Linked DNA regions of Gossypium hirsutum: region 2 is linked to region 1. The links are chromatin contacts, called in public Hi-C maps. All regions are on one chromosome and are shown on one strand. The core of a region is the stretch at or near the end of the contact, and the rest is flanking DNA. Distances in the headings are between cores, read along the strand shown. Region 1 holds the start of LOC107910002 (flowering time control protein FCA). Region 2 has its middle 21 kb from the start of LOC107910007.

Region 1 (4,483 bases), core at 757-3,256:
ACCACAGAAACAAACAAAGAACTGAGAACAAAATAGAAAAGACAAAAATCAAAACTATATTGCAATTTTTAAAAATTCTGGCATCACCAAAAAGTTTAGAAAAGTAGCAAGCATTCCCGAAAGTTTCCTACTTCTCCTTTCCTCACTTTAGTGCATTTAACTGTTTGCTTGCAGCAAGAAATCTTATTATCCTCAAAACCTAAAAGTCTGTTCATTCAGTTATCTCATTTGTGAACAAAAATCTCCTGTCTCTAGCAGAATTTAACTTCTAAATATGTATAAAAGTTGACATGTTTTCAAGGTGTTAAATGCAATATATAGAATAGTGACCAAGGTCTACAAGCAATAAATATAAGTTCCAAAAGGTAAACACTTACCAGGCCGGTCTCGTTCAGCATCAGCATATCTGACTTTGATGGTAGTCGATTCCTGTGAAAACCAAATTTACTAAATGGTGATCCTAACCACAAAACTTTAACCAATATCCATGGAATTTCCTTATCTGACTGCAAATAAAGAACTTACCCCAGGAAACATATACCGATTGTTTAAAGCTGCAATAGCTCTCTCAGCTTCCTCAAACATTGCATATTTCACAAAACAATATCCTAAAAGCAGCACAGTTTACATGCACATGAATAACATAACAGAGCAGATTATTATCTATTGCAACTTTAAAGGTCTATGACAAACAAGTGTCGGCATTCCATTTGCTGAAAGCAGCCACTTTGTTGATAACAAAACTAATTTCGCTTAAAAATAAAATCACAACTCACTCTAGCATATAAAAGATTGTATACCATGTCGTTCACCAGTTTTCTTATCCTTTGGTTGAATCACCTCAACAACATTTCCATGTTCTTGAAACAGGAAGCGGATCTAACCAAAAAAAGAAAAACAGTTACACCACATGCTCAGTGAACTACCAAAAAGTTATATTAGGAACTAATAGCTATAACAAAAATAATCCCCTTACGCAAACACATTTTACTAATGGATTCAAGGAAGCCAGTAATCGATGCTACAATGACAAAAAAATTGCAAAGATAAAGATAATGGCTTACGGATTCTTCAGTTGCAGTTTTTGGAACCGTTGCTACATATAGTTTTGCTAGACTGCTTCCTTCGTTATGGTCTAAATTTTATTTAAGAGGAATGAAAAAAATATAAGACTTCTGTAACTTCCAAAAAAAGGCTCATAAATTGTAAAAATAATAATATAAAGAATTCCAAGAAAAAAAGAAGAAGAAAAGGAGCAAATAGGCACAGCCGAAGTGAGCTTAAATTCTAATGAAAGAAAAAAATAAGTTAAAATATGAACGGGTAACGTTACGCTGTTACCAGGTGAGGCTCCTCGGCCAGAATCGTGAAACCCTCTTTTTCGACCGGCATTGGGACCGTTGCCACCGTTGGACCAGAACGCGTCGTTTTGTTCACTGATCGGTTGCTGGTGCTGCTCCGGGAAGCGTTCAAAGTGATGCTGATTGCCAGGCTGGTGTTCAAATTGCTGCTGACTAGGCTGGTGTTCGAATTGCTGCTGGGTAGGCCGGTGATCGAATTGCTGCTGGTTAGGCCGGTGCTCGTATGGCTGTTGGTTAGGCCGGTGTTCGAATGGCTGTTGGTTAGGCCGTTGATCAAATTGCTGTTGGGTAGGCCGGTGTTCGAATGGCTGTTGGGTAGGCCGGTGATCGAATTGCTGCTGGGCCGGCAGGTGATCGAATTGCTGCTGGGTAGGGCAATAGTCGAATTGCTGGGGGTTATGGTGGTGGTTGTAAGGATGATAGTGGTGTTGATGGTGGTAGTCGGGAGGGAAATTAGGTCTTTGGGCATTGGTATACCAAGGAGTAGGATTTAAGGGCGGGTGATCGTTGAACCGTTCTCCGCGATCTCTGTGTCTCTCCATCTATTCAGACGATTGGTTCAAAACCCTAGCAGGGATAATATAAACAGTGAAGTAGAGGAGGAAAAAGAAGAGTAGTAAAAAGCTGAACAGTTTTACTGTTTCATGAGAAACCCAACTCTGCATAGTAAATATGTTTTTGTTACTTAACGAGATAAAATTAAGGTATAATTTTGAAAATACCCTCAACCTCTAGGAGTTTTTGGGTTTGAGCCATTGACTTTTTTTTTTGGATTGATGCCAAGTTACAATTTTTCTAGAAATCATCTCAATTTTAACGGTATTGATTGTTAGTCAAGTCTCGACCAACAAAATAGCCTATGTGACATGCGAGGATGAAGATGACGTGTCAAAAAAAAGAATTAAACATGAAATTAAAAAAGAAATAAATAATTTGTAAAAAAATTATAGGTAAAATTAAAACATATCATTAAATTCCTAACCCTTATTCTGAAATCGTGAAATCCCTAAAATTATTATGATCAAAATCCTTCAGCAATCTCCAACCTTCAAGAAACCATTATCTCTTAAAAAACCCTGATTGAAATCCCTCTCCTCTCATTATCTCAATTTACCATAAACCCTAGGAAATTGTTATTCTTCTTCTTCCTTGTTGTTCAAAATCATGGATTTGGGAAATTTGTTCAAATCTGAATCACATGGTTTGAATAGCTAACTTAGAGAATGGGTATCGTATGGTTTGGGGAAAAAATCAAGGTATTCAAATATTGGTACTTCATCACGGAGGGAGTATGTGTACAATGGGGAAGTAGTAAAATGTTACTGCAAGAAGTTAGTTCCAAGACACACTTCATAGAGCGATTTAAATCCGGGGAGGAGATTTTATGGATGTTCAGATTTTCAGGTAAGTGAATAAATTTATTTGCTACTTCAGCTTAATTTGGATGATTTCAAAAATTTCCTTAGGTTGAGGGTTTATGATTTAAATTTTTTTGTCACTTATTTGGGGTTTGTTTGTAGGACGATGGTTGTGGTTTTTTCAAGTGGTACGATAGGCAAATGTGTGACTTTGATATTGAATTATTGCGTCAATTGCGTGACAGTGAACGAATCTTTCAAAGGAGAATTTAGCACTTAGAAATAAGGTTATGAATTTGGTTGCATTTGATGGTAGCCATAATGGTGGCAGTAGTGGTGTTGACAATGAGGTTGAAGAAGGTAGACTAGTTTGAGGTGTTGAAGGAGAACTAGCATTAAAGAACAAAGTGATAGCCATGAAGCAAAAAATGAAAGTTATCAAGAAGGAGAAGTTAATGTATAATATATTATTTTCTTGCTCCATGTTATGTATTCTATGCATCGCCATAGGTTTCTTTGTTGGCAGTAGTGGTAAGCGGCATATGCAACTGTCAGTTGGAAATGTTGATTGAATGTAAAGTTTTCCAACATACCTCAATGTTATGTTGTTTATGTAATTTGGAACCTTGATATACATTCTGCTTGGAATTAATGACCAATATTGGTTATTGTCTATGTAATTTATTTTAGCATAGTAAATAATGCAGTGAAAAAAACATAAGACTAAAAAAAATCCCACATTTAATCATATAATTTCCCTATTGCAATTAGGATAAAATGTACTTTACAAAAGCATTCCAAAAGTAATGATTTAGCTTATACACCATTCATGCTATACCAGCCAAAAACAAGTTTGATGTAATAGATATAGTATACTATTGTAAGTGACAAAGAAGAAGGTTGTAGGCTCAAAATGTGGCAAAACAGGGGAGATTATAGCAATTGGCAACTATTTCTTTGATAAATTACTCATGTTTCCTGTAACCGATTCTTGTGTTCCCAGATGGTCAAGAGGAGCCTTTCTCTTATTCTTTGGCGACTTGGGCATTGAAGAAGATTTTCCACTACTATCCTTACTTGAACCTATCACCATGATCCTTGTGGTTATACCAAATTGTAAGAGTGTTTTAAGTTTATCAGAACAATATACAATATTGTTGGTTAGGAGATCAATTGTAAAAGGAAGAAAACTCGCATAAAACGTTTGATTCATAGTATTCAAGTCTGTATACAACCTTATTCCATGTATTTTTCCTTTCTTGGGTTGTTTTACCTTAGATTTATCTAAGGTAATTGACTTTTTAATGGGAGATTTCTCATTTTGTTCGGGTGCTTGTGCAACTTGTTGCAAAACATAGACCATAATGAAAGTTGTACAAGCCCAATCTGAACCAGCCCAAACCTAAGACCCAAAACAGACCCAAAGCCCAATCTGAACCAGCCCAAACCCAAGACCAAAACAGACCTAACCCCTAACCCTAGCCTAGCGCCGCACGTCCTTGCCCCTGGCCTCCTCACCTGCTCCGCCGTTCACTTGCTTTCTGCCATTTGCCCAACTGCCCACCTGCAAACGAGTAAAGAAAGCAGCAACCACAAAATGAAAAGAAAAAGCATGTAATGTTGGCTATAAAAGCCAAGTTTATTCACTGTAAAAGGGGTTGGCCCCTTTATTCTATTGGCCGGAATGAATCAATTTCCCAGAAATAAAAGGAAACAAAGAATTTGAAGGTGATTTTGGTCTTTATTAATCTGTTTTTTTCTTCC
Region 2 (4,557 bases), core at 911-3,410, 36 kb after region 1:
CTACCGATATATCGACATTATACATGTAGGCTAGAGGCGAGTACGCTCTGAATTGCAGATCTTCTTCTTCTTCTTCATCTGAATCCCCTTCAACGTCTTCAGGTTCGGATGGAACAGGCTCTGGTTCAGAAAATAATGCAACTTTTGCAGTATCAGGGCTAGGCTTTTGAGATGGATCCACATCGAACTCATCATCCAACTCACCATCATCTGCAATGTACGAGATCCCCTCGCCGGTGAACGTTGTAGAAAGTACATCATCCCTTTTTTTGTGGACGTTTCGTAACGTCCCTAATTAGATGTGGGTTGCCAACCACTGGAAGTTGATGTCATTCCCCAATACGTATTTTCAGCATTGAACATCGACCCACCAATGTGCATGTCCCATCCACTAACCGAGTATCGTGCAGAAGTTGTATATTCCATACTGCCACTAAACGCGGACACTTCCATGTTCTACCTCCCACTAACGGAGTGTCGGGCAGGGTTTGTGTCTTTCTCTCGAACAGTAGTAGATGTTGAACTCGCAAATGTTTTATTTGGCGATGAAAATTGTACATATAACTCAAGATAGGGTGATCCACTATCGAGATGAGTCTGTGCTATCGTCTTAAAGCTACGACCACTTTCGATATCAAATGAGTCATGTGTCAGTGGATCAATTGAAGCACAAAATCGATACTTAATAGAAGAAACCTTCATTGACATCGTTTCAAAAATTTTGTACCTGATTCTTTTATGAAATTCTATCAAATCTATAGTCTGGTTAAAAACCATTCGCGTTGTGTTCTCTGATAAAAAAATAACACCGTTCTCGGTGTCACAGACCTCATCATCATAATAAATAATATCACTAATACGTTCACCCATTTTCAATTTCTATTCTACTTAGCCCCTCTAATTTTTCTTGTTGTAACTTATGCAACCTGAGAATCAAATTTGGCTCATTTATAACCTAAGGCCAAACATGAACTACTGTAGAAAAAGAGCGTCCACGTGGGAGCTTTTTTTAGTAATTTTACTGACAGTGCATCTTGCTTGAAGCGTTTTTGACACTATTTTTTCAGAAACGTCTTCTCAAAATTATTTTTAAGGAAGTACTATAGAAAAAGAGCGTCCACGTGGGAGCTTTCTTCATCAATTTTGTTGACAGTACATCTTGCTTGAAGCATTTTTAACACTATTTTTTCAAGAACTATTGTAGAAAAAGAACATCCACATGGGAGCATTTTTCATCAATTTTACTGACAGTGCATCCTAATTGAAGTGTTTTTAACACTATTTGTTCAGAATCGTCTTTTCAAATTTATTTTTTCAGGACCTACTGTAGAAAAAGAGCATCCACGTGGGAACTTTTTTTAGTAATTTTGCTGACAATGCATCCTGCTTGAAGTTTTTTGACATTATTTGTTCAGAATCGTCTTCTCAAAATTATTTTTTCAAGAACTACTGTAGAAAAAAACCAAAGTCCTTATTGTCAATATAATTTTTCCTAAACCCTAAACCTAGGCACAATATTATTTTAAAAAAACTAAACCCAAATTTAATTAATTTTCTTAAAAATAATAAAATCAAATTTAATTTATTTATTTAAAATCCATAAACCCTAATTTAATTAATTTTTAAAAAAGAACACTAAATCCTAAATCCTGATTTATTTTTAAAAATTCTTAAAACCTAAAACCCTAAATTATTTTAACAAAACCCTAACACTAAAAGCTCTAAACCAAAAAGCCCTAGGGACTAAACATGCAAAAAACCCTAACCTAGAAAAAACACTGTGCAAAACGCACCCCTCGGGGAGCGTTTTTGCCACGTCAGTAAAGTATGTCCACGTCAGCGCATTTTGTGCTAACATGGCAAAAACACTCCCTTAGGGACGCGATTTGCTTGAAATTTCACCCTAAAAAGCTCCTACGTGGGCGCATTATTCCAAAATCAGCCCTTTCCGGTAAATAATGCAGAAATTGACCCATTTCCGTAAATATACTTAGAAATGAGCCTTTATTGGTAAATTAGTCAAAGTCCCCTTACAAAAATAGATTTTAAAATTATAATTAATCCAGTTGGTTTTAAAAATACTGTCAAGGGCTTGAAAGTTGGGTTTGTCTGGTCCAGGAACCAGGTTGATAATTCAAGCCCAATAGAAGTTGAGCCTTCCTTGACCCATGGAATAAATAATCTGCAGTTGGTTAATTTATCAGGCCAGGCTATTAGGTCGTCCTCCTAGCCAAGGGCTAGGAAAACTTTATTCATTCGAAGTTACGTTAATGAGGCTATCAGTCGGCGGCAATCATTTGTTACAGGGGTTTCTGTTAGTGAACTCAATGTCCAACAAGTGAGGGTGAGATTTCAGACTCGAGATCGGGCTTTTTTAATGTCGACAGTGATAGTGTCCCAAAGCTCCCAACCAAACCAACTTCTTCGATGCTAAGTCCAGTGGAAGTTCTAGTCGCCATCTCCACTGGAGGGCTAAACCCTATTAAGCACTTGACAACTTCTTTCAAAGTCACTGTCCCAGTCGACAACACCTTGTCGGAGGAGACCAAAGTTTCAGATTTGGAGGCTGGTAGATCAATGAATTCGAGGAGAATGATGGGAGGGAAAGAAAAGAGTTTTCAAGATATTAAAAAAAATTAACAAAACCACATGGGAAATAGAGCAATTTTAAGGTTAAAATTTTTTCTAAATATTTGTTATGTGTTTCTATGTCCAAGTTGGCTAAGGCTACTTCGACAGAAAGTATCGAAGAATTGGGCCTAAATGGTTCAAATGCAGCGAAAAGACTTCAGGTTTGTTTTATAAGCTCTAAGCAGTAATATCTAATTGTTTTATCTTAATTTTATTATTATTTTGATAATATGGATTTAATTTTAACAATATTTTCTTGGAATTTTCAAGGCTATGCAAGCAACAAATTTCTCTATGTCTTCCGTGAATTTAATATCGAGTATAGGCCGGATATTGTGTCTACTGGAACAAAAAATTAGTGATAATAAAGTAAATTCAATTATTGATAAATTAGGTTTTGATTTTTCTCACCGTATTGAGGTTATTGGATTTTCAAGAGAAATTTGGGTGGGCTGAAAGGAATCTATTCAGATTAGTGTCATTCATAATCATCCCCAGTTCATTCTCCTTCGAGTTTTTGGCAGTGTTACCAATAACTTCTTTCTTATCTTTTTTGTTTATGGTAGTCCTGACAGAGCAAAGAGAAATTCTCTATGGGATGATTTAATAATCGTGTTACTTAACGATCCCTTTTCGTGGCTGATTATGGGGGGCTTTAATGCTATACTATCACCTGATGATAAGAAAAGTGATCGTAGCATAGGTAGAAGATGCAAATTTTTTTGGTAATTTTGTTGACTATTGTAACTTACAAGATATAGGATTCATTGGACCTTCCTTTACCTGGTAAAGAGGCAATACGTATGAAAGGTTGGATTGAGCGCTTGCCAATGACACTTGGATATCATATTTTTCGCACTGTCTTGTATATCACCTTTTGCGCATCAAACTAGTTTTTGCGCATCAATCCAGATCACATGCCCATTCTCCTCAAAACCAATTTGGATATTTTTCGCACTGTCTTGTAGGATGAACAAAACATGCCAATTTTCCTGATTTGGTCAAGAATAAGTGGAGTTATTTAGGTAATATGGCTGACTCTCTTACTGATTTTACCTCACATGTCAAAGAATGAAACAATCTTGTCTATGGTTTTTTAGGTACTTGCAAAAGACAGCTTATAAGGGCACTTGCAAATATCCAAAAGGCTATGGATCGTTTGCCCTGTAGTTGGTTAGTCAATAATCAAATGGATGTTTGGGATGAATTAGAAAATGTGCTTAACCATGAGGAATTACTGTAGAGGCAAAAGGCTTAGTGTGATTAGCTCTAGCTTGGGAATCATAACACTAAGGTTTTTTATAGTCGTACTATTTAAAGGAGGAAATTCAATCGTATCATGGCTTTACTATCGTTAATGGAGAGTGGTGTTCTGACCAGAATATTCTTAAAAATGTGGCTGTAAGGTTCTTTAAGAAAATCTATAGAGAAATCCCTACTCCCATGATAGACCTTCCCTCCAATATCTTTACTTGCCTTAAGAATTAGGATTTTTTTTTTTAGAAAAGCCAATTTCAAATGAAGAGATAAAAAATGCCCTTTTTGACATGACTTCGCTTTGGTTTGGAGAAGCGATAGGTTCAAGCGAACTTCTTTCGAAGTCTAGGAATCATTGCTAGTAATAAAATCGAGGCAGAGTTGAATAATACTTTGATTGTGCCTATTTTGAAAAAAGATAGACCAAAGGATTTTAATCAGTTTCGGCCTATCAATCTTTGCTCGGTAATGTATAAATTAGTGATGAAAATGGTTGCTAATAGATTTGAAGTAGTTTTTCCGAATTTCATTTCACAGGAGCAAGTTGAGTTTAATGTTGGTCGTAATACTTCTGATAATGTTATCATTGTGCAAGAAGTCATTCATTCTATGCGTAGTAAGAGAATTGGTAAGAATTGAATGGCGATCAAGCTGGATTTGAAGAAGGCC

Evidence for each region. A called contact is a pair of places that touch in the nucleus more often than the background predicts.
Region 2: a Hi-C map of leaf shows a contact between it and region 1, with 2.4 times the contacts expected there. The contact joins the enhancer-like site here to the promoter of LOC107910002 in region 1. A contact is called at or near these places in 12 of 34 Hi-C or Micro-C datasets (fibers, hypocotyl, leaf and 1 more).

What each region holds. Positions count from the first base shown.
Region 1 is chrA07:27,359,761-27,364,243 of Gossypium_hirsutum_v2.1, forward strand. LOC107910002 (flowering time control protein FCA) reads right to left here and starts at 2,007. Exons shown (of 15, transcript XM_041117879.1): 1 at 1,342-2,007; 2 at 1,065-1,135; 3 at 801-879; 4 at 526-608; 5 at 378-429. The coding sequence starts at 1,903.
Region 2 is chrA07:27,395,166-27,399,722 of Gossypium_hirsutum_v2.1, forward strand. No RefSeq gene overlaps it. Among protein-coding and RNA genes, the nearest start is that of LOC107910007, 21 kb to the right of the region's middle. Within about 2 kb of position 2,161, at least 9 of the 9 cell types and tissues checked have an H3K27ac peak or open chromatin away from gene starts, as enhancers often do. A contact at or near this core is called in fibers, hypocotyl and leaf, where this site is marked.